Regions from separate parts of the Mus musculus genome. Here all the other regions are linked to region 6. Evidence: chromatin contacts called from public Hi-C, HiCAR-type and promoter capture Hi-C data. All regions are on one chromosome and are shown on one strand. The core of a region is the stretch at or near the end of the contact, and the rest is flanking DNA. Distances in the headings are between cores, read along the strand shown.

Region 1 (2,950 bases), core at 276-2,775, 1.6 Mb before region 6:
ATAAAAGCCTCGATTCGATCAATCAAAGGCTTGCTATCCCAGCTATTCCTGTTTTGTTTTGTTTTCGAGATAGGGTTTCTCTGTATAGTCCTGGCTTTCCTGGACCTCACTCTGTAGACCAGGCTGGCTTCAAACTCAGAAATCTGCCTGCCTCTGCCTCCCAAGTGCTGGGATTAAAGGCATGCGCCACCACTGCCCAGTTTATCCCAGCTAGTCCTAAAGGATATAAGATCCATCAGAATATTTATAGAATAGTTTTACATATTCTATACATGGTTTTATTTTATTCTTTTAAAAAGAAATCTAAAGGGGCTGGTGAGATGGCTCAGTGGGTAAGAGCACCCGACTGCTCTTCTGAAGGTCCAGAGTTCAAATCCCAGCAACCACATGGTGGCTTACAACCATCTGTAACAAGATCTGACTCCCTCTTCTGAAGTGTCTGAAGACAGCTACGGTGTACTTACATATAATAAATAAATAAATCTTTAAAAAAAAAAAAGAAATCTGAAAACAAAACAACAGATAACCACCCAAAAAAGCCCACAAAGAGCTTAATCTATAATCCAGCACTTGGGTGGTTGATTCAATAAAATGGATGCAAGTTCAAGTTTAGCCTGGGCTACATAGTTCCAGGTCATTCTGGGCTACAGAGTGAAACCCTGTTTCAAACAAAGCAAAACAAAACAGGAGAAGCATCTAAAAGAAACTGACTAAATCTGAATTTTTTTCTTTGTTTCTCAGGGTCCCTTTATGAAAACAATCATCTTTAGTAACACATATCTGAAATTTTCTATGAGGTGTGTATAGGATGTCTGGGAGTTTTCTTCAAACTTTCTTCTGGATGTATTTTGTCCGGATCAGCTGGCCAGTCAGCTGATCACAGGAACTCTCTAGAAGGACCAATCTGGCTTTGGCTTTTGCTCTCCAAGTGCTGGGTTTTACAGGAATGCCCCACTACACCATGCTTTTTAGTTTTATTGATAATGATACTTAAGGACCTTTCAGAATGGTGGAACGCGTAAAATAGGGTTTACTGTGCCTAGACTGGAGATCTGAGGAAAATTAACTAGCTTCTTATTCCGAGAGTTAGTCTTGGGAAGTCGCAGAAAAGTTTGTTTTTTTTTTTTTTTTTTCTTTTTTCCGGAGCTGAGGACCGAACCCAGGGCCTTGGGCTTGCTAGGCAAGCACTTTACCACTGAGCTAAATCCCCAACCCCAGGAAAGTTGGATCTTAATTATGTAATAAGCCTTGGGAAACGGGGAGAGGAGTTAGGCTGGAAGGAGTCTCAAAAAGGTAAAGCACCCAAGACAAAGCAACTAGATTTGGTCTCTTTGGTTTTCTTACGAAGACATCGAACTCGCTTCATTTTCTCTGGGAATGTCCAGAGAATCTGGAGAGCCCCGCCAGAATCTAGCTTCTGAAGGGCCAGGAGACTCCATGGCAGCTAAGGGGCGGAGCAGTCTGCTGTTCCCGCCCCTTTCCTCCGAAGTCTAACTGGGATTGGTCGAGAGCGTGGCTAGCTGCGGATCCGGGGCCGGACTCTGGCCGACTACTACGCCATCTTGGGCTGTGCGAGCTGACTAGAGGTTCCGGGCGGTTTCGCTGGATAAAGGGACTGGGCGAGGGTCAGGTTGGAGCCCGGAGGCGGCGGGAGCAGCGGCGGCGGGGGCAGGATGAGCGCGGAGGCGGCGGACCGGGAGGCGGCCACCTCCAGCCGGCCCTGCACCCCGCCGCAGACTTGCTGGTTCGAGTTCCTGCTGGAGGAGTCGCTGTTGGAGAAGCATCTGCGCAAAGCCTGTCCGGGTGAGCGAGCGAGCGAGCGGGCGGGCGGGCGTGGTCTGCGGCCCGCTGCCTTCTGTCCCCCGCTGCCTGAGGCCTGGCCGGCGCCGCTGGGCCCAGCTCGACGGTGCCTCAGCCGGGAACGTCGCCGCGGAGCGTCTGCGGAAAGTTTCAGACAAAGGCTTTCGGTCTGCCGCGGTCCTCACAGCGAAGGGCGCCCGCACTCGCCGTGCGGGGGTCGGGTCGCCGATGTCGCACGGCCCTGGGGGTGACTTCGTGAGGGGAGAGCGGCTCTGCGGAGCCTAGAGCCGGCCGTAGCCTTCGGTTCATTCAGCCAGGGGATTGTGTATTTCACTGTTGAACCCCGAATTAATATAAATCCCCCGAAAACAGCTGCTTCGGCTGTTGTATAGGGATACCCGTGTTGGGCAAGGAACATGGCCCTTTTCCTCTTTCGGGCATTTTGGTAAAGGTACAATGTAAGGTCTTTACCTTTAGTTTGCTCAGTTCTCATCCGAATTTGGCCTTGTAGGAGACTACTTTGTGAAAAGTTGGCATCATTGGTGGGGCAGTTTTACCAAGTGTATCTCAGTGCTTTTAGAGCTTTCCTATTGACACATTGTTAGGGGCTAGGGTGCCAAGCCTCCGTGCTTAGCTCTTTAAATAGGTTGCGGTCCTTAGCGAAGCCTTCATTATAGTGAAGAAAGTGGCATTAGCCGCTACTTTACTGGTGGGAAACAAAGCTAGAGACAGTTCAATAAAAGACCCCTGTCAAAACACTACTTCTTTCCTCCAATTGGCATTGGTCTTATCTTGAACTGGGAACCTGTAATGCTTAGTTCTTCTCTGTGAAATGCTTTGTTATGAATCAGTTTTGAATCGTCCCCAGACCCTCTTGCTTATTAATTAAGCTGGCAAACGCCGATCTGCAGCTGTCTCTGACCACACCTCCAGATGTTTCGTGCCCCCCAAGTACCATAGTCTTTAGTATACGCGAATCCTTTTGCGTTTTTATAACGAAAACTTTAAGAATTTAATTTCTTTTAAATCCTAGATCCTGCACCAGTTCAGCTTATAGTTCAGTTTTTGGAGCAGGCTTCCAAACCTTCAGTTAATGAGCAAAACCAAGTCCAGCCTCCACCTGATAACAAGAGAAATCGCGTCCTAAAGC
Region 2 (2,891 bases), core at 382-2,881, 1.7 Mb before region 6:
AGGTGTTGCCTCTTCGGTAGAGCCGAGCAACCGAGATGGTCACGTCTAGAGAGCCCTGGGGCGACGCGGCTCCGCAGAACCGGCTCCTCCAAGCGGCCTCGCCCACTGCAATGCAATCTGGGTGGTTTTTCCAGATTCCCCGCCCAGTCCCAGCCCCCTCGACTCCAGGGGACAAGGAGGCAGGCTCGGAGACACCGGGGCTAGGGCGGGGCCAGGAGAGGCACCCGGGGACTCGGGAGCTGAGCGCGAGCCAGGCCTCCGCCTGCGATCCCGGACGCGGCTGCCACCTGCACCGCCGGCCCCCGTCTCCGGCCGCACCTCATCCTACCGGGAAACGCGCGCCGCGGGCCTCCGACTCCTCTCCCCACTCCCGGGAGTCAGCTCCCGCTGGGAAAGCGTAGTCTCTAGGTTGTCCTGACAAGGGTCCCCCAGGAGAGTACCAATAGGTTCCTGCGGTTGCAAGGGTGTGGCCGCTTCTTTTCACTGCAAGGATATGCAAGGCCACACACCGGGCGCCAAACGAGTAATATTTCAGACGGAATTCGGCTCCTAAGAATAGACCGGTTTAAAACAGAAAACTCGAGGGAACTCCACCGATGGCACTTTTCTAAAGTGTCAACATAACCTTATATAGCTCTTGGTGGCTTGTGGCAGGGCTGGGGTGGTTGGTGGTGGAGGCGCAGGAGTCTATGGGCATAAGTTGGCCAAGTCACACGCTCCAAGAACAAAAGGCAGGATATTTAACGAAAAGTGCGTTTGGCCTGACTGAAAAATCTCTATGAGGGCTGCGGGGCAGATGTACTTCTTAGCCAAGGCAAGTCACAGTTAACTGTGTCTGCGTCCTAGAGGGTGTTCCGGTCTCGAATTAGCAGCCAGCACGACGAAGATGTAACAATTATAGCAATAGAGAAGGGGCTACAGGTCCTTCCTCCCGAGGTTCCCCAGCTGCTTCGAGGGCTGTGATTGCATCCCAGGACCTGCCTAGCCAGCCAAGCGTCGGGTTCTGCGGCTCGGGGGTGGGGGCGGAGGCTCGCCCCGAGGTGGAGAGAGCGAATGCCAGCCTCCCGCGCCGTGAGGGGCAGGGCCAGCAGGACACCCTCCTCCGGCTGTTTGCACAGAAAGGTGTGCTGGGCTCAGGAGCGGCGTTTGCCGGGTTCCGCAATTACCCGCACCAGCTTCCCGGGCAGCCGTAGACCCGTCCCTCCCACGCGCCGCGCCCTGGGCCTCACCTCTGGCCTTCTTTTACCTTTAGGCACCTTGGTCATTCGCGCGACCCCTCAGCTTCTCCTCCCCCCCCCCCCCCCACACACCCTCGGCCAAGCCAACCCTCCAAATCCCTCAACGCTGCGTCCTCGAGCAGGGACCCTTCTCGTCGTCGTGCCCCCCGCCCCTTGGTCTGGCCTTGGCTACCCTCCTGGTGACAAGTAGCTCTTCCCCGCCTCTCTCTTTCCCTCCCCTTCCCCCAGCCCTTGCTTCCCCATTCATCCAGCCTTTGTCTCCCGCCCTCTCTTCTCCCTCCCCCAGCTCCCCTCCCACCGCTGCCACGTCGTGGTTTGAAGGAGCCAATGGCCGGGCGCCGCCAGGTGTCTCTTACCTGCACCACGTGGGGGAGGGGGGAAAAGGGGCGGGCAGGTAGAGCCACATCCCAAAACAGAAAAGCTTTCAGCCATTGCGCGCGCCTCCCGGGGGTGCAGCCCGGCTCCTGGGTTTTTTCTTAGACGCACCAGCAATTGGATACAAAAAGGGCAGGCCTGCTCTTCCCTCCTTCCACCCCCCTTCCTGCCCAGGGTGTGGAGCGCCGGCCAGGTGTGGGCTTGGGTGGCAGGTTACCGCCTTTTGCCCTGGCGGCCTCGAGGAGGGGGGTGGGCGCTTTCTTTTTCTCTTGGAAGAGGGTTTTAGCACAGGTTTTCTCGTTCTCACTTCCAACCCCACCTCGCCGCCTCCCGGCCCCCCTCCTCCCCCTCCCCACCTATCGTCATGACGGCGTCTCCGGATTACTTGGTGGTGCTTTTTGGGATCACTGCTGGGGCCACCGGAGCCAAGCTGGGTTCGGATGAGAAGGAGCTGATCCTGCTGTTATGGAAAGTCGTGGATTTGGCCAACAAGAAGGTACTTTACTATGTTCTGGTCCAAACGAGGAGTCGGGGCAACAACTTTATTGAAGAAAGTTGGAGAAAGGGTAGTCGGTTTCTTTTCCCTTTCCTTTTTTTTTTTTTTTTCTTTTCTTCACTTTTCTTTAAGTGGTTGCACGCTTATGAAGCGGGGCCCCGAGGCCTAGAGAATCCATAGCAGAATCAAACCTGTTGGCCAACCACCTTGGAGCCGTTTAAATCTTCTGAAACTTGGCTCAGGTAGAAAAAGGCCTCTCGCTGCCGAGCCGCGTTCTCTGAGAGTCGCAGAACGCCTATGCCAGGCTGGTGGTCCCCGGGGCGCTAGGGTCCCCTCCTTGGCCTGGGCGACTTGATCCGGGTAGGGTGGGGGTGGGGCGACCAGATCCCTGGGTTTCTAGGGAGCTTTGATTCTGCTGTTAGGTGCCTGTAGAGCTCGAGCCGTCCAGGAAAAGCCAGGGAGGAGGAAGGATTTCCAAATTGAAAAGGGGGGAAACCGACCCCTTGTTTTCTACCCCTTATTCCCCGAGGTGGGACAGCTGCACGAAGTACTAGTTAGACCGGATCAGTTGGAACTGACAGAGGATTGTAAAGAAGAAACTAAAATAGACGCCGAAAACCTGTCTTCCGCGCCGCAGCTGGACCAAGCCCTCCGACAGGTGACAGTTTTGGCCAGGCCACGCCGCCCACCCCCATCCAGGTGGCCCCCATACTCGACCCGACCCAACCCTGCGGCTCCACGCCCTCGTGGGGCGGCCTCTGCTTGTTTCTGGGGTGGGGTGG
Region 3 (3,089 bases), core at 399-2,898, 1.8 Mb before region 6:
CTAGGTATGTATGCTTCTTCCAAAAAAAATTGTTTTAAGACAGACTCTTACTATGTAACCCTGACTGTCCTGGAACTTGCTATGAGAGTTCACTGGCCTCAAACTCACAAAGATCTGCCTACCTGGGCTTCCCAAGTACTGGGATAAAAAACATTAATGCCATGCCTGGTTCTTTCTTTAAATTTTATTGTTCTCTACTTCCATAAAGATGTTTGTTCTGGTAACAATTTTGCGTTTGGCAGCCATTTTGCGTTTTCTCAAGTCTGGCTGGAATTACATAGCCCAGCAGTCACTCATTCATTTATTCAAGAAAATGCAGCCGTACTCATTTCATTACTTCATAAGAGAACATTTTAAATCTCTTCTCATTCAGATGCTTATGTTTTCCTAGGTACGGTCTAAACCCAGGACATACAACCGAGAAAGAATAGGAGACACTCTACCCTACTTTCATGTTGTCATATTAAGAGTACAGTAGGGTTGGAGAGATGGCTCAGCGGTTAAGAGCACTGACTGCTCTTCCAGGGGTCCTGAGTTCAAGTCCCAGCAACCTCATGATGGCTCACAAGGAATCTGATGCCCTCTTCTGGTGTGTCTTAAGACAGCGACAGCGTACCCACATACATAAAATAAATAAATCTTAAAAAAAAAAAAAAAAAAGAATACAGTCTTCATAGAAACAAGACAATCCCCAAAGAATGACTCTCGAAATGATTAGGTTTCCGGTGAAACAAACAAATATGAGGCTTGTTCATTTACTCTCTCTTCCTCGCAGCCGAATTTCTCTGTGGACTTCGTTATAGTTCATTTTTGCGAATCTTCGTTAATTCGCTACATTCAGTACATTCAACTTAAGAATTCCAAGGCCTTTCAGGGACGCTAAAGTAATTCTGTACACAAAACTACGCAACACCCCACCTTCGTCCCCTGAAAACAACAGACTTGCTTTCTAATGACAGTCTTTAGTCCTTCAATACTGCATGATTCGCAAGTGTCCTCCACGCAAAGGAGATTCTCGTAGATCTGTCATGTCCTAATAGGTGAATTCCTTCCCAAACTATTGAAGTGCTATGACAAATTGAGCAATGAGACCGCCGTTAGAAGAGAGATAGAAGAGGACTTAGGATCCTGGATAGTCCGTACCCTGAGGGCATCCAGAACCCGACACTACTGTCAAAAACCAGATGCCCAAGCTCACGCCTGCATCCCACCCGAAGTACACCTGAGACCAAGGACCCTCCGCAGGACTCAACGCTGACAGGACAAACTGTCAGCAGCGCGACTGACTCGACTGAAGCCGCGGGCCCCAAATCAAAGCCGAGAAAGGCAGGGCCGCCGCCCAGGGCCACCGGGCTCGCACCGGGCTGGGGGAGGGGGTGTGGACCAGAGGACCCCCGCGCGCGCGCGACTGAGGGAGGACACCGCCCGGACGGCCCCCGACTCCGCAGCAGGGGTACCGGAACTGAGGGGCCGTGTCGAAATCGGGTCGCGAGGCCTTACCTCAGCGCTCGGATGTTTAAAAGTATCTAAAAATAGCAGCTCCATAGACGAGTCCACCGCCATGTCTGCCGCGGGCGGGGGACCGGGAGATGACTTCCGGGGCAGCTCTCCAACCTCCCAGGCCGAGGCTCCAGCTAGGGGGAAAACTGCAGTACTTCCGGTAAACAGGACGCTGTCGTCTCAAGCCTCCACCAATCCCATCGCAGCTTGCTGACTTAAGCCGTAAGCCCCGCCTCCTCCAGCGCGGCGGAGGGCGCCTTCTGCGAGCCCAAAGGGGCAGGGAAAAAAAAAAAAAAAGAGGGGCGGGGACTACGGTGTTTGCAGTGGTCCAAATCCCGTGGTTCTCCGGAGTAGCGGAGCCACGACGCCTGCGAGAGGCGATGAGTTCTAGAAGATAGGAAAGTGTGCCAAATCTAGACACACGGCACCGTATGCCTCCCACGAGGCATGCTCTCCAAACAAAACCATGCAATGAGGGAATCTGAAAAGACACTGTTTTCAAAGAGAAGAAAAGAGCACACACAAGGCCAGCCAGGAGTTGAATCCCAGCTTGAGCTACATGAGACCGTGTCTCAAAAAATGAGGGAAAGGGAGAAAGAGGGAGGGAGACAACTTGTCTCAGCAAACGAAAGGAAAATTTTCTCGTTTATGAAAATGTTAAATATGATGAATAATCCCACGAGCTGATTATGAGGATTAATTCTTATAAGGTTCAAAAAGGTATATAAATGAAACGTCACGAATATAAGAGAGAGCACAAAGTCTATTTCTGGCTGACAAGCAGTCTGCCAATTCCAGCATTTAAAGGACAAAGGAAGAGTTTGAGCTTCAGACCAGCCTAGACTACTACTCCGTGAGACCCTGCCTCAAAATAAAAAGTGTGTTTGTTTTAATTTTATGAATAGTTTCTCTGTCAAGTGCTGGACACTTGAAACTATACATAGTCCTAGGGAGTGTTAAGAAGGAATTTTTCTCTATTCTGGTCCTCTCAGGAACCACCCATCAAGACACAAAGTTGTAGCAAAACAAAAGCAGATCAGCAAAAGTAGGAACAGGCCATCAGGGAGAGAGTGGGGTGGATCAGCTCAGTGCCTAGGCTATCTCCCTCTCAGGGTTTATATAACTGTCTCTTTGTCGTGCTCTGCTGAGGAGGCTTAAAATGTCTCCATTCTCCTGTATGTTTGCCAGAATTGCTTTCAACTAGACACTGTCTATTCATTTGTTAGATTTGTTCAAGGTCTTGTATTTGATCTCATGACCTTCCCTTAGGACATTTTCTTCTTTTTAAAATTGAGGTTTCGGGGGCTGGTGAGATGGCTCAGTGGGTAAGAGCACCCGACTGTTCTTCCAAAGGTCCAGAGTTCAAATACCAGCAACCACATGGTGGCTCACAACCATCCATAACGAGATCTGACGCCCTCTTCTGGAGTGTCTGAAGACAGCTACGGTGTACTTACATATAATCAATAAATAAATCTTTAAAAAAATAAAAAAAATAAAAAAAAAATAAAATTGAGGTTTCACACTGAAGGCTGAGGCCAGGATTTTACAATAGACTGGCAGGCTATCTAAACAAGGAACAGGACTCA
Region 4 (2,838 bases), core at 186-2,685, 1.7 Mb before region 6:
CCTGTCTCAGCTAGACATCCTGTGCTGGGCCTCTCCAAACCCTAGACATGAACCTAGTGTTGTGGAACATCCTTGTGGTTCCTTGGCTGTGTTGTGCAACCTAAGTGTTGAAACCCTGCCAATGGGAGCTCAAGCGCTGGGCCTCTAATTTTCTCAGCCTCCAGTATCACCAGGGTATACTCTGAGTCCAAGGCAAGGCAGAAAAAGAACTGGTGGCTCTGGCTGAACTCCCAATTAACCAGAAACAAGTGCTCTAACCCCCCCCCCCCCGTCCCTCCTGAATGTAGGATTGGACCCCCAATATCACTAGATCAGGATCCCACAGAATCAGAACAGATCCAGAAACCAGGCATTATAGGAAAAAAAATTAGGAGTTTCTGTGAATTACTATAGGAGGCCTACATAAGAAAGGAAGGAAAGAAGGAAGGAAGGAAAGAAGGAAGGAAGGAAAGAAGGAAGGAAGAAAGAAAAAGAAAGAAAGAAAGAAAGAAAGAAAGAAAGAGAAAGAAAGACAGACAGACAGCTATCCTTTTTTTGAAGTGGCTGTTCACTCATGCTTTTGGGCCAACTGAAGGCGTGCCACAGTGTTCTCAGTATGAGTCATGCACTGCACAACAAAATTAAACTGCATTCTATTGTTATGAAATAATCTCTATACATTCCTCATAGCAGACTATAAAGTACTATTGTGCTTTCTTCCAGAATATTGACATGAGCAAACATTTTGTTCAAGGCAGTTTTCGTGATTGACACGTTGCTCTCTCTTGTGTTTCCTTTTTTATATGATAATAACTTAATTTGCTTATGTAGCTGAGGTTGGCCTTGATAATGAACCTCCTTCCTCTACTTGTCACGGTCTGGGATTACAATAGGGAATAACCTGGTACAAACTTTTTTGTAGCCGCCAAGTGTCTACTAAACCAAACTGTGTATCACTCTTGCCATTGCAGCAGTAGGGAACCTGAGGCAAGTTGAGAGCAGCCTTGGCCATATAGAGAGATCCAGTCTCAAAAACAAACAAGCAAACAAACAAACATCTACTAATCCAAAGGACCTGCCTAGAACGTCTTGCCTGGCTTTGAAATCATCGTAACAAGTCCAGGACTCGTTGCTCTGCAGTTGAAACTCCGTTTTCTGTTTGAAAAATCGGCCGGACATAGGGACTGGATCTGGCCTACAGTCTATGACTTTCTGAGACGGATCCCAGCGTCACGAAAAGCTTGCTCTGGCTCCTGCTTTCCTGTGAGGCTCAGCAAGGAGCGAGGGCGGCGGCGGGGACTCGCTCCTCCCAGGAGCATTGCCATCCCGTGGCCATCGTGGGCATGGCTGAGGCGCTCTAGCGAAACGCTCCGGCCGGGCCCCGCTCCCTGCACTCTGGTTCCCGGAGCGCCTTGGAGGGACCCAGTTGGCGGAGACACCAGAGGGGGGCGGGTCAGGAAGTGGGGGCGCGGCAGCCGGGAGCTGGCCGGGGCGGCCGCGGGGTTTGGATACTCGGAGGTTTGGGAGACTCCGGGCTGCTCGGGAGCCGTAGGGCCACTCGGGTCTCCGCGGAGACGATGGCAAAGGAAGAAGGTGAAGGCTCCGGCGTGTAGCGCGCCAACTGCCGCGGCGGGCTCGGGAGAGGGGCCGGGCCTGACTGCTGGCTGCGGGCCGCGGGGAGCAGGGCGGGCGGGGGCGCGCGCCCCCGAGTTTGCAGTGGAACCGGGCGCGAGCCGAGAAAATGGCCCAAAGTTTCGTCTCCCGAAATAGGACGCAGAAGTGGAACTTAAAGTCAGGAGTCTCGGAAAGGAAGCTGTTGTTGGGTGGCGGGGCTGCGGGTCCGGAGTTGCTCCGCAGTGGAAAGCAGGACGAGCTTGGGTGGGTTCTGGTCCAGGCTGGAAGCTTTGGGTGCAGAATGGGAGGGATCGCACCCCTCGCGGGAAACTGAGGCTGGGATCTGGGATGGACGCGCAGAACCTGACGGAGTTCACTTGTGCTCTAATGGATAACAAATGCCAAAGGGCAGGGGCATGTAAGTGGTTTTAGGGGAGGAGGAGGTCAGTTTTAGGGTTAAAACTAATGGACTGGAGAGAGCTCTGCACGCTCCTCAGGGTCAGTGCCAAGGGAATTTATTGTTTAGCCAGCAATATTTATCCATAGAGGATTTGGACAGTGAGCAAAAGATAGGAAGCGGCAAAAAACTTAGCAGTGTACGATACATAGTGTAAAAAAGTATTGGTGGCATAGTAACTTCATGGGATGTGTATGCACGATTGAGCTCTTGGACTTCATTCGCTCGGATGAACAGTTACATGTTTCATTCTGCTGGAAAGCAGTTTTTATCTTACTGAGTGGAGTTGTGAATGCGACCGTTAGTTATCTGGTTTAGATTTAAGCCGTTGAACCAAGGAGACAAGAAGGGAGTTTGAAGAATTCAATGGAAAGCCATTTTTCAAAAGACTATTAGAAGTACATGCTGACTGGGACTAGATGTCCTGTCCCTGAGGTCATGATTCAGCCATTCCTCCTCTTCCTGCAGCTCTTCGTGTTAAATTTCATGCACATTTAAGATACTACCTAAAACCAGCCTCAAAACAGGTTGCTGGTAAGGAAGAATGTAATTCCTCTTTTTTCTTTAGCTATAGCTATATCTGTGTTTGCAATGTGTTATCATTTGACAAAGATTTTTTTTAAACTTTATTTTTGTGATTAGTTACAAATCTGTGTGGGTAGGTTGATAAACCAGTTTGTCTTTGTGAGCACATTAATACTTAACACAGGAGAAAAATCGCACAGTGCCACTAAAACTTGATATTGTAAATATGCAGAAATTGCATTTAAGATGGAATTATTATACTT
Region 5 (2,936 bases), core at 141-2,640, 1.5 Mb before region 6:
AATTAAAACTGATTCAGAAGTTACCAACTAACGTTACTAGAAGGTGGCCTAAACCTTTAAAAATAAAACACTGCACTATTTTCTGAAATACACTCGCTATCTCAGTAATTTTACATTCATGCTTTCATTTCCTTAACTGTACACTGGGAACGCGAGTGCGTTCAGGAATTTGCAAAGTCCCCTAGCACCCTTAGATGATCATCTGGGCCATTCATGCACTCCCCAGGACAACCAGGGTGGGAAAGGCACGTCCTGGCCTCGGCCGCCAGGCGCCTGGACGAGCCTCCAAGAGCGGGCTGTGGAGAAGCCGGTTCCGCGCCAATTTGGAGAGCGGCTGTGGCGGGGAAGCAGGGGGTGGAGGGAACCTTCTGGTGTCACGTCCTCCAGGCTCCTTTCCCTCCTTCCCAGCCCCACCCGGCGGGCAGTGTCGCTTGCAGGGGTGACGGGACCCCAATTCCAGAAGAGCAGAAGGAAAGGGGGGGGGGAATTAAAGGAGAAAACCGTGCTTAAGAATCTCTCCGTGAAGTGATCCCACCTTAATCCTCTCGCGCGGGAGACCTTCCCCAAGTGAGGATGGACAGAGAAGCTCCCAGAGAAGCTTTGCCGTGGCCTCTCATTTGGGGACACACTCCATCCCCTGCCTCTGCTTGGCCTCCTGACAAGAATCCTGACAGGGACCAACCTCGGGAACCCCTGAATTCCAGTCTCCTACTTCTTGTCCCACCCCCGCCCCCCATTTTTCCTCTCCCATGGCTCCCGCCAGACGTGGTTCCCTTAGCTCCCGCATGCCCCTGTCCCCAATACCTCCTCACCGCCAGACCCTCCACAGCTCGGCTCAGCTGGCGCCGGCGCCAACTCAATATATAGGCCGGGCCCGGACCGCCCCGCACGCATGCGCCGCAGACTGACACCTCGGCCGGCGCCTTCCCCTCCCCCACCCGCGCCCGCCCAGCTCGCCCGCGCGCGCCGCGCCCTGCCCTCAGTGCGCGCGGACGGGCTGGCGGGCGGGCGGGCGCCGAGTGGCCGTACGGCTGCCCTCCTGGACCGTGCTCCTCCGCCCCTCTCGGCGCTTCACCTGCGCGCGCCGCGGCTGCACGGCTCAGAGGCTCCTCCCCCATGCTGGTTGCCCACCACAGGCTCCCGCACGCCTTCCAGTTCGCGCCGGGCCCCCTCACGGTGGCTCTTAGATCTCGGAGTGTCAGGCTACGGTTCGGCTCCGCGTTTTGGCAGAGGCCTTGGGAGGGCTGGGGTGGGGAACCCCAAGTCTCCTCAGAGGCACGGGGAGCGGGAGCCTAGGGCCCACCCCTCCGGGAGGAGCCGGCCAATGGCAGGAGAGGACGGCAGCACAACGTGGAGCGGCCGCAGAATGTAAACACGCCGGAGCGCGCCGCCCGCCACGTGCGGAGCCGGAGCCATCCGCCGGGCGACGAGCGGGCGGCGGCGCACAGGAAGGTGCCTCAGCGCGGCCGGACGAGGTACGTGGGAGCCTTGTCCCCGCGCGCCGCCGAGCGGCCACTCCGCTCTTGCCTACGGCTCCCTCCCAGAGCCCGCGCGGGAAATATTGGCGCCGCGCGCTGCCTTTCTCCTCAGACGCCTGTTCCGGGCGCTGACCACCTCTCGGGACTCCAGCGGGCGCCCTCCCCGTCCGCACGCACGAGCGCCGAGGCTCTGGGGACCTGGCCGGAGAGCAGGACGGTCCGCACCACGTGCGCGCCCGGGCCGCGCCGCGCCGCGCCGCGCCCCGCCCCGGCCCTGCCCGGCAGCCAGCGCGCCCTGCGGAGCCCGCGCGAACTGCCTGCGCGGGAGCGCCTCCCGCCTGCGAGCGCTGCCGGGACGTGGCGGGCCGCCCCGCGCCGCTCCTAAGCCCCGGGCTCCGACTACCTCTCGGCGCCCTGCGCACCCTCAGGCCGGGCTTGCGGGTGACACGGCACACACAGTCCCGTGGCGCGACGCCGCTTGGGGAACAAAGACCACCCCCAGGCCGCGGAAGCGCAGGAAGGGCTCCCGCAGGCCGGCGGTCCCGCGCTTAGCCATCCTGGTCCGGAGTGAGCCGGTGCGAGGGCGCCAAGGACAGCGGCCGCGCGGCCCGGCCCTTCCCGAGATGCACCTGGAGGCCTCCGGCCGCGGTGGGCCTTTTGTGCCACGCTGTGGTTAAGAGCCCAGGAAGGCCCTCGTCACACTTCCCGGGTCTTCGCATGGTCCTTCACACCGGCTAAAGCTTACTTTCCCAGCTTTACACGTAGACAGGATCAGAGGAGACCCAGTGCCTTGTCTAGGCCTAAGGAGCGTTCACCCAACCCATAATTGCTTATCAAGACTGGGGGGGGGGGGGGGAGTTACCTCCCTTTGCTGGAGCTGTCGTCTTGTACAGCTTGAGATCTAACCCGTTATGGCAAGAAAGCAGAGGTGTGTTATCTGAGTGGAAGTAAAACTGATGGCCTACAGCCCCGCTCCATAGTGACTTCAAGACCAGCCTAGATTATGTGAGACACTGTCCTAAAAGTGCCAACTGGTGGCCTATGTAGGTGAACTTGGCCAGGATACACTGAAAACGAGGGCTGTCGTTTACATGGGATTGGTCTTAAGTATCATAAGTCCAACCGCATAAGTTAGTGTACGTACGTCATTAAAAATGTACTGTGGGCATATCTAAGTATTACGTGAACAGAGTAGCCATAGGAAAAGCAAAATTAGAATGATTGAATCAACGAAAACTAAGATAGCAAGCTGGCAGTGGTGGTGCACACCTTTAAGATCAGAACTCAGATGGCAGAAGCAAGGGACCTCTTAAGTTTGAGGCCAGCCTCTGCTATAGAGTGAGTTCCAGGACAGCCAAGGCTAGGCAGCAAAACCCTGTCTTGAAAAACCAAAAATAAATTAAAAAGTAAAACAAGGTACTTACAAGCCTTTATACATTCAGAATGGGAAGTATGGTA
Region 6 (3,127 bases), core at 192-2,691:
AGAGATGCCACCACCCACAATGGGCTGGGCCCTTCCCTCTTGATCACTAACTGAGAAAATGCCTTACAGCTGGATCTCATGGAGGAACTTCCCCAACTGAAGCTCCTTTCTCTGTGATGACTCCAGCTTGTGCCACGTTGACACACAAAATCAGCCAGCACAAGGGATTAAAACATTTGTGGAAGCTAGTTAAGATTGAACCTTTAAAGCATCAACTCTATAATAGTGTTTTGTGAGTAATTAAAATTTTTTATCTTGGGGATGGAGAGTTATTTATCTATTGTAGTTTAGATATCAGCACCTTCCATTAAGTGATATGGATCAGATTTGCCTCTCTGCCTCCCCCCATTCCCATCATTGTTTCCTGCTGAAAGAATGTCCTTTGTGGGCAAGAAGTTGTGTTCAAAAGAGAGGACTCCTGGGTGCCGAGGAGGCTCAGAGATAAAGAAATGCAGTAAGAATGGACGGCAGCACCCACCTTCATGGCTGTGTGAAAACGATGCCCTCTTTTTCCCTGTTCTGTGAGGCTCTTGGGTTCCACTTTTTTCCCCGGGCGGTACCCAGTATTCACAGCTGACAAGGCAGAGGCCAGTGGACCCTAATGATGGTCAGTGGTGGTTGAGGAAACTGCAGTCTCAGAAGGGGTCGTCCCACAGCAGTGGCTCACTCTGGGTCTTCTACAAGGGGCTGCTTCCAAGAACTCCTGGAAGATCTCGACATTGACAGCAATGTATTAAATCACCACATACTTCATGTTTTTTTGTTACCCACAGACACCATGTGGGCAATTGGTAACAAATGATCATGGTCTCTGCTGGACCTTGGCTGGTTCATCCAGCTGTTGCCATTTTTCTTTTGAATATTCAGTTCTCAATCCCGACGCAGTACACTGCATAAGCATAGGAGATCAATGGCTGGGGACATGAAGAAATTCTAGGTATTAGTGTGATGAGAGTGTTGTGCATGGTTAAGAAAATAGGGTTTTTGAGTCATGTTAACATTTTAATGTCTTAACTAAAGGTTCTCCAAAACTACTGATGGCACAAATCCTTATTTTTGACACTGGAAGGCTCAACAATCACAGTGTACTGGCGGAACTGTGGCAAATCCTTTTCAAAGAGAGGGCTTGCACCCTTGGTCGTACTTAGGCACCGGAACCAAATTCCCAAGAAGCCAAGAGGTGGTGCGCAGCTCTCGGGCACCGCCCTCATACCCGCCCCATCCCGTTGGAGCCAGAACACCAACGCTCGCGAGAGTCCTGCCGGCTTCCACGTTTGCCACGTTCCAGAGGATCCAGGCAGACTAGAAAGCCACAAGCCGCTGGGGCTTTGCAGTCACTGCGCAGCAAAAGACAAGCTTTGGCCTGAGGAGGGCAGGCGCGCGTAGCCTGCCCCGCCCCCTGCCAGCGGTCCTCGGGATTGGCTCGTGTTGGCGTCTTTCAGATCTGGTGGGTGGGCAGAGGCTGGCGTGGGCGGGGCCGAGGCCGGGGGGAGCTGAGCGCTCTTGGCAGCCTAAGGAGTCGCAGGCTGGGCGCACGCGAGGCTAACCGCGCGGCTGCACGCTGGTGCAAGTCGTCCGAGGCGCAGCGAGCGCAGTGGACGCTAAGGCGCTGCTACAGGAGTCTCGAAGCCCCGGTGTCCCTAGTGCACTCAGCAAGGCCCCGGTTCTCTGCAGTCCCCGGAGCAGCTCGCGATGGCCCCGCGCAAGAACGCCAAGGGCGGCGGCGGCAACAGCAGCAGCAGCGGCAGCGGCAGCGGCTCGGGCAGCGGTAGCCCGAGCACGGGTAGCAGCGGTAGCAGCAGTAGCCCCGGGGCTCGGAGAGGTCAGAGTCCCCGCAGGCCAGGCCCTGGCTGCGGGCGGGAGCCGGGTGGGCGCTGCAGGTCTGGTCTGATCCTACGTCCGCCGCTCCTCTCCATCCTTAGCGAGGCTCCTGTGTGCGCGGGGCGAGGCCGCGCTCACCGGGCGGGGAGGCGGAGGAGCAGAGTCGGCCGGAGGGGGACCCCTAGCACCAGCCTGCCCGAGCATTGGCCGGCCCTTTCTTGCCTTTCCTGATGGAAGCTGGGTGTAGAGGGCCCTTTATCTTTTTGCAGTTTTCGGGGCGCTTGACCCTGAGCCAAAGTCAGAGAAAGTAAGTTTCAGCCTGGCCAGCAGCGTTGAGGAGCGGCTTGGAGGAGTGTATTCAAGGGCCGGGATGAGACTTGATGCTTCGTTCTTGCAAATTATTTTAAGGAGTTTTGTTTAGTTTTCTTAATATGTATTGCGTTTGCCTTTTAAAATACAAAGGGACATCATAAAGTACTATAGGGATTTTCTCTGTGCCTCCTTTTTCTTTTCTCAATAAAATAAAATAAAATCATAACCCCCCCCCCCCCAAAAAAAAAACCCAACCAAACAAAAAACCCAAAACCCACAAACAAAAAACCCTACTGGTTATTCACCTTTCTTCTCCATGTGCTTAGCCAGCAGAGTGGAGAACAGATGTTTTAAATCTGTTTCGTGTCAGATTTCACCGGTTCTCGGTTTCTCTTATATTTCCTTTGACTCATATTTAGAATATTGGAACTGGAACACACATGTGTATTGAATGTGAGCTCTCAATATCACTGGAAATGATTTAGATTCTATGCTTTGGTCTATGGGCAGCTCATTATTATATGTCATATATAGATTGGATGATTATGGTTTTATTAGTATATGTCAGGACGATAGATGAGCCAACTATGGTTTTTCTTCATAGCACTTGCTGTCTTCATGTATATTCTGTCTTCATGTATTGTCTTTGTTTCACTCTCTTCTATTCCCCATTATCAACTAGAATAGTTCGTTTCCTTAATAGCTGTGCAATAAATATTTGATTAGAAAATGAATGAATAAATGTAAATGGGGAAAGTTAGGCAGTTAAATCCATTGTACACATTAACATTCTGAGAGCTGTTTGTATTCTTAATGGAAAGGACTCTATGTACACAGTTTGAGGTCCAAGGCCACTGTAGTAATTAATTCACCTCAATACCGGTAAAAATGACATTCAGGCTCTCTGGCTCCTAAGTCAGCTAATCTGACATCGGCAGCGCCATTGCTTTGTGGTTGGAGCATAGATTTGAAGTATGTGAATGAGAAGAGCCTA
Region 7 (2,992 bases), core at 327-2,826, 1.9 Mb before region 6:
TACATTAACTATCTGATGCAAATTTTAACTCATTTAAAAGATTTGGGTGGACGTCATGCTCTGTGGTTTCTTCAAATACAAACCATCACTACAAGCACAACCTTAAAGCAAATTATGAAACTGGTGCTTTGTTGATCTAATTTGTTGATGCATTTAAAAGTAAACTACAGGGGCTGGAGAGATGGCTCAGCGGGTAAGAGCACTGACTACTCTTCCAGAGGTCCTGAGTTCAATTCCCAGCAACCACATGGTGGCTCACAACCATCTGTCATGGGATCTGATGCCCTCTTCTGGTGTGTCTGAAGACAGCTACAGTGTACATAAAATAAATCTTTTTTTTAAAAAGGTGAACTACAGAAATTAGTTTATTTCCCAAAACATATTAGCATCTTTACTAGTTTGTTTTGTTTTCTAGGACAAGGGCTCTCTATAGATCCTAGACTGGCTCTGAACTTGAGATCTTCCATCTCCGACCGGCTCTAGCTGGTTTGTAAACTAGTTTTGCTGAGACCTTTTTTACAGGCCCTAGATGTAAAGCCACTTGGCAGCTCTATTGAAATGCTGCGATTTCTGAGGCTTGTAACACGCTACGGCTGAGATTAGGTCTCCCAAGGAAAACGGCCAGCCCAGGCTGATATCTGGAGCACATCATGTTTGCCTTAATAACTGTGCACCAATGACCTTCCCAGCAGGTGATTCTGCAGTTAGCTTAAATCCGTGTCTCCTCTTGTGTCTTATTCACTCTTAATCACACTCAAGCATACGACTATGCAACGGTGAGATTAATTTAAGAATTCAGAACAAAGCTTGACACACAGTACTCAAATACTTTCTGTAATATTATTACTTATAATTACTGTTGCCTGTTTAATCCACAAAATCCTATGAAATCAGAAACAACAAAGGTCCCAGGAGAGGAAAGACAAGAGGGATTATAGAATCATAGCCAGAATCTCTGCCTTCCTCTGGACTACATGGGGAAGAGGGTGTGGCAACTTCTAGGATGCAAGAAAATAAATAAAACTCCAACAGCTAGCAACAGGCCTTGCTATTTCTGCTTTTTGGCTTCCAGCCACGTTGGGTAATAAGATTTCCATTTCATACTGTAAATTCCCCTTAGACTTTGGGACTCCAATCTACCTACCTACAAAATCCTCCATAATTAATGTAAATGGTGTGTTTTTGTTTGTTTGTTGAAACCAGGAGCGGAGAGAGGGCGAGAGAGAACTAGTGGGTGGGTAATTCGCCTAGGGGAGGTGCTAGATGGTTCCACAAGCTCTTGGCTGACACCTGATGTTCTCTGGCCCCAGGCGGCCTCGGGGGCCGTGGCCTCCGAGATCGCTCGGCCCGCAGGACCCGCCCCCCTGCCCCCTGCCCAGCCAGCGAGGGCGCTCCCGCCGCCTCGCCCAGCTCCCCGGGACCCGCGCCATCCTGCACCAGGCCCCGCACGCGCCTCCCCGGGCCTCCGCTGCAGAGACCTACCCCGCAGGCTGACCGAAATCGCGAGCGCCCCGCAGCAGGTACCAACGCCTGCCGCCGACCAGCTCGAGCTTCCCGCCTTCCTACAGCCAACCACGGGCCGGGCGCCGAGCATGCGCACCACGGCGTGCAGTGCTGGTCCCGCCCCCGACTCTGATTGGACAACCGTTGCAGGTACCTTTGCACTTCCTTTTACGTGGGTCTAGGTTTGGTTCCGGTTGACTGCTAGATCTAAAACGAACCGATTTGGTTTCAGTCTTCAGGTCCTAGCTGAGGCGATAAGCCTCACAACTTAAATCAATAAATTAGGATTCGGATCATAGAAGTGTGTGCACCACTGAGGTACACGAAATCCTGTTACTCAAGTGACACTGAGCTACAGTAGTTGCAGCCCCTGTTTTACAAGCCCTTTTAAGGTCTAGGAGTATAAAAACAGATGCGTGATTATTGGACTCTCGTGAAAAGGAGAAGAGCTCCTTTAAACTTAAAAAAAAAAAGACACTATCTTAAAGTATTGTAGACAAGGTCTTGATAGACAAAGTCTTGCTGATCCTTCTGCTCTAAGAATTCTGGAGATAGATCCTTTGAAAAGAGAGAGTGGTTAAAGGTCATTCACTAGATTTTATACACGTTTGACAATTAAAATGCATCCTGTTCTGGTGTCTCTGGACACTGCACACATGAAGTACACCAACTTAAGTGCCTGCAAAACACCCATAGACATAAAACTTAAGTAGACCCTTCCTCCGAAAACAAGGTTTTTTAGAAACCTTTGACCAGTCTAACTTCAGAAGCCACCAGTGTTGTATATGACCGTTGTAAGATATTTAGTGATTTTTTTCTCTTAAGATGCACACACTCACACACACTCACTCACACAATTAGCGATGCAGTTTCTATTAAAGCCTTGCTTAAATCTACATTAACATCTCTTAACTCAAATTTGGCTTCCCACTGACTTCTGAAATTATTTTCTTTGGCAAAGTTAAGAAGCACAGCCTCATCTGAGCAGAGGTCTCTGGTGAGACCCCTCCGGCCGCTGCAGGTGGAAAGCTGTTGTTTGCTGCTACTATGGTGCCTCTCTTTCCACGGGGTGAAGTCAGGTATGCTGGCACACACTTATAATCCCAACACTCAGGAGGTTAAGGCAGAAGGATCACCATAAGAGAGCAGCCTGGGCTACATAGCAAGACTGTCTCAAAAAGCAAACAGGCAGACACATAAATAAGTAAATAGTCTTGTTAAAATGACATAGACACAAAAATTCTACGCATTAATGGGCACCATGAGACGCTTTTACTTGTGTATGTATTGTAATCAAGGTAAACACACCTACCGCTTTAAATTCTTATTTTTTTTTTAGGGTGAAAACTTTGGAAACCCTTCCTTCTGGCTTTTTGAGATATACTGTACAACTCTCTCTGCAGTCACCCTGCTATGCAACCTCGTGCTAAAATTCTTCTAGCTTTCTGAGTGTGAACTAAAGTTTCTTCTTCATAGTTAGCATTTCACT

The links. Promoter capture Hi-C pulls out the DNA fragments that hold promoters and counts their contacts. A called contact is a pair of places that touch in the nucleus more often than the background predicts. HiCAR-type assays count read pairs that join an accessible place to other places. Capture Hi-C pulls out chosen DNA fragments and counts their contacts.
Region 1: a Hi-C map of muscle stem cells shows a contact between it and region 6, with 5 times the contacts expected there. The contact joins the promoter of Ints8 here to the promoter of Asph in region 6. A contact is called at or near these places in 6 of 39 promoter capture datasets (the 3T3-L1 cell line, cranial neural crest, liver and 2 more), 1 of 484 Hi-C or Micro-C datasets (muscle stem cells) and 1 of 115 datasets of contacts at active chromatin or transcription factors (embryonic stem cells).
Region 2: a promoter capture Hi-C map of cranial neural crest shows a contact between it and region 6. The contact joins the promoter of Esrp1 here to the promoter of Asph in region 6.
Region 3: a contact with region 6 is called in a HiCAR-type map of astrocytes, with 2.3 times the contacts expected there. The contact joins the promoter of Virma here to the promoter of Asph in region 6. A contact is called at or near these places in 3 of 39 promoter capture datasets (cranial neural crest, hippocampal neurons and liver) and 1 of 115 datasets of contacts at active chromatin or transcription factors (astrocytes).
Region 4: a contact with region 6 is called in a promoter capture Hi-C map of pre-B cells, with 3 times the contacts expected there. The contact joins the promoter of Dpy19l4 here to the promoter of Asph in region 6. A contact is called at or near these places in 3 of 39 promoter capture datasets (cranial neural crest, liver and pre-B cells).
Region 5: a promoter capture Hi-C map of liver shows a contact between it and region 6, with 5 times the contacts expected there. The contact joins the promoter of A630034I12Rik here to the promoter of Asph in region 6. A contact is called at or near these places in 6 of 39 promoter capture datasets (cranial neural crest, frontonasal cranial neural crest, hippocampal neurons and 2 more) and 3 of 115 datasets of contacts at active chromatin or transcription factors (astrocytes, large pre-B cells and pancreatic cancer cells).
Region 7: a promoter capture Hi-C map of adipose tissue shows a contact between it and region 6, with 6 times the contacts expected there. The contact joins the promoter of Rad54b here to the promoter of Asph in region 6. A contact is called at or near these places in 1 of 39 promoter capture datasets (pre-B cells), 1 of 484 Hi-C or Micro-C datasets (CD8 T cells) and 1 of 9 other capture datasets (adipose tissue).

The regions. Positions count from the first base shown.
Region 1 is chr4:11,252,834-11,255,783 of GRCm38.p6, reverse strand. Ints8 (integrator complex subunit 8) reads left to right here and starts at 1,525. Exons shown (of 27, transcript NM_001159595.1): 1 at 1,525-1,803; 2 at 2,834-2,950. The coding sequence starts at 1,674.
Region 2 is chr4:11,385,523-11,388,413 of GRCm38.p6, reverse strand. It overlaps Esrp1 (epithelial splicing regulatory protein 1), which reads left to right and starts at 1,631. Exons shown (of 16, transcript NM_194055.3): 1 at 1,631-2,109; 2 at 2,639-2,767. The coding sequence starts at 1,978. Gm35631 (a long non-coding RNA gene) reads right to left here and starts at 1,282. Exons shown (of 2, transcript XR_390400.3): 1 at 1,230-1,282; 2 at 1-549. RefSeq lists an enhancer at 1,362-1,391.
Region 3 is chr4:11,484,517-11,487,605 of GRCm38.p6, reverse strand. It overlaps Virma (vir like m6A methyltransferase associated), which reads right to left and starts at 1,648. Exons shown (of 24, transcript NM_001347055.1): 1 at 1,501-1,648. The coding sequence starts at 1,563.
Region 4 is chr4:11,320,734-11,323,571 of GRCm38.p6, reverse strand. Dpy19l4 (dpy-19-like 4 (C. elegans)) reads left to right here and starts at 1,435. Exons shown (of 19, transcript NM_001081201.2): 1 at 1,435-1,572. The coding sequence starts at 1,557.
Region 5 is chr4:11,189,684-11,192,619 of GRCm38.p6, reverse strand. A630034I12Rik (a long non-coding RNA gene) reads left to right here and starts at 1,390. Exons shown (of 3, transcript XR_001784240.1): 1 at 1,390-1,475. Ccne2 (cyclin E2) reads right to left here and starts at 911. Exons shown (of 12, transcript NM_001282943.1): 1 at 805-911.
Region 6 is chr4:9,667,476-9,670,602 of GRCm38.p6, reverse strand. It overlaps Asph (aspartate-beta-hydroxylase), which reads left to right and starts at 1,441. Exons shown (of 24, transcript NM_023066.3): 1 at 1,441-1,822. The coding sequence starts at 1,693.
Region 7 is chr4:11,557,504-11,560,495 of GRCm38.p6, reverse strand. It overlaps Rad54b (RAD54 homolog B (S. cerevisiae)), which reads right to left and starts at 1,576. Exons shown (of 15, transcript NM_001039556.3): 1 at 1,483-1,576. It overlaps LOC115489931 (predicted GPI-anchored protein 58), which reads left to right and starts at 677. Exons shown (of 3, transcript XM_030253962.1): 1 at 677-692; 2 at 1,204-1,653. The coding sequence starts at 677. Gm35693 (a long non-coding RNA gene) reads left to right here and starts at 1,670. Exons shown (of 3, transcript XR_390401.4): 1 at 1,670-1,821; 2 at 2,465-2,582; 3 at 2,843-2,992.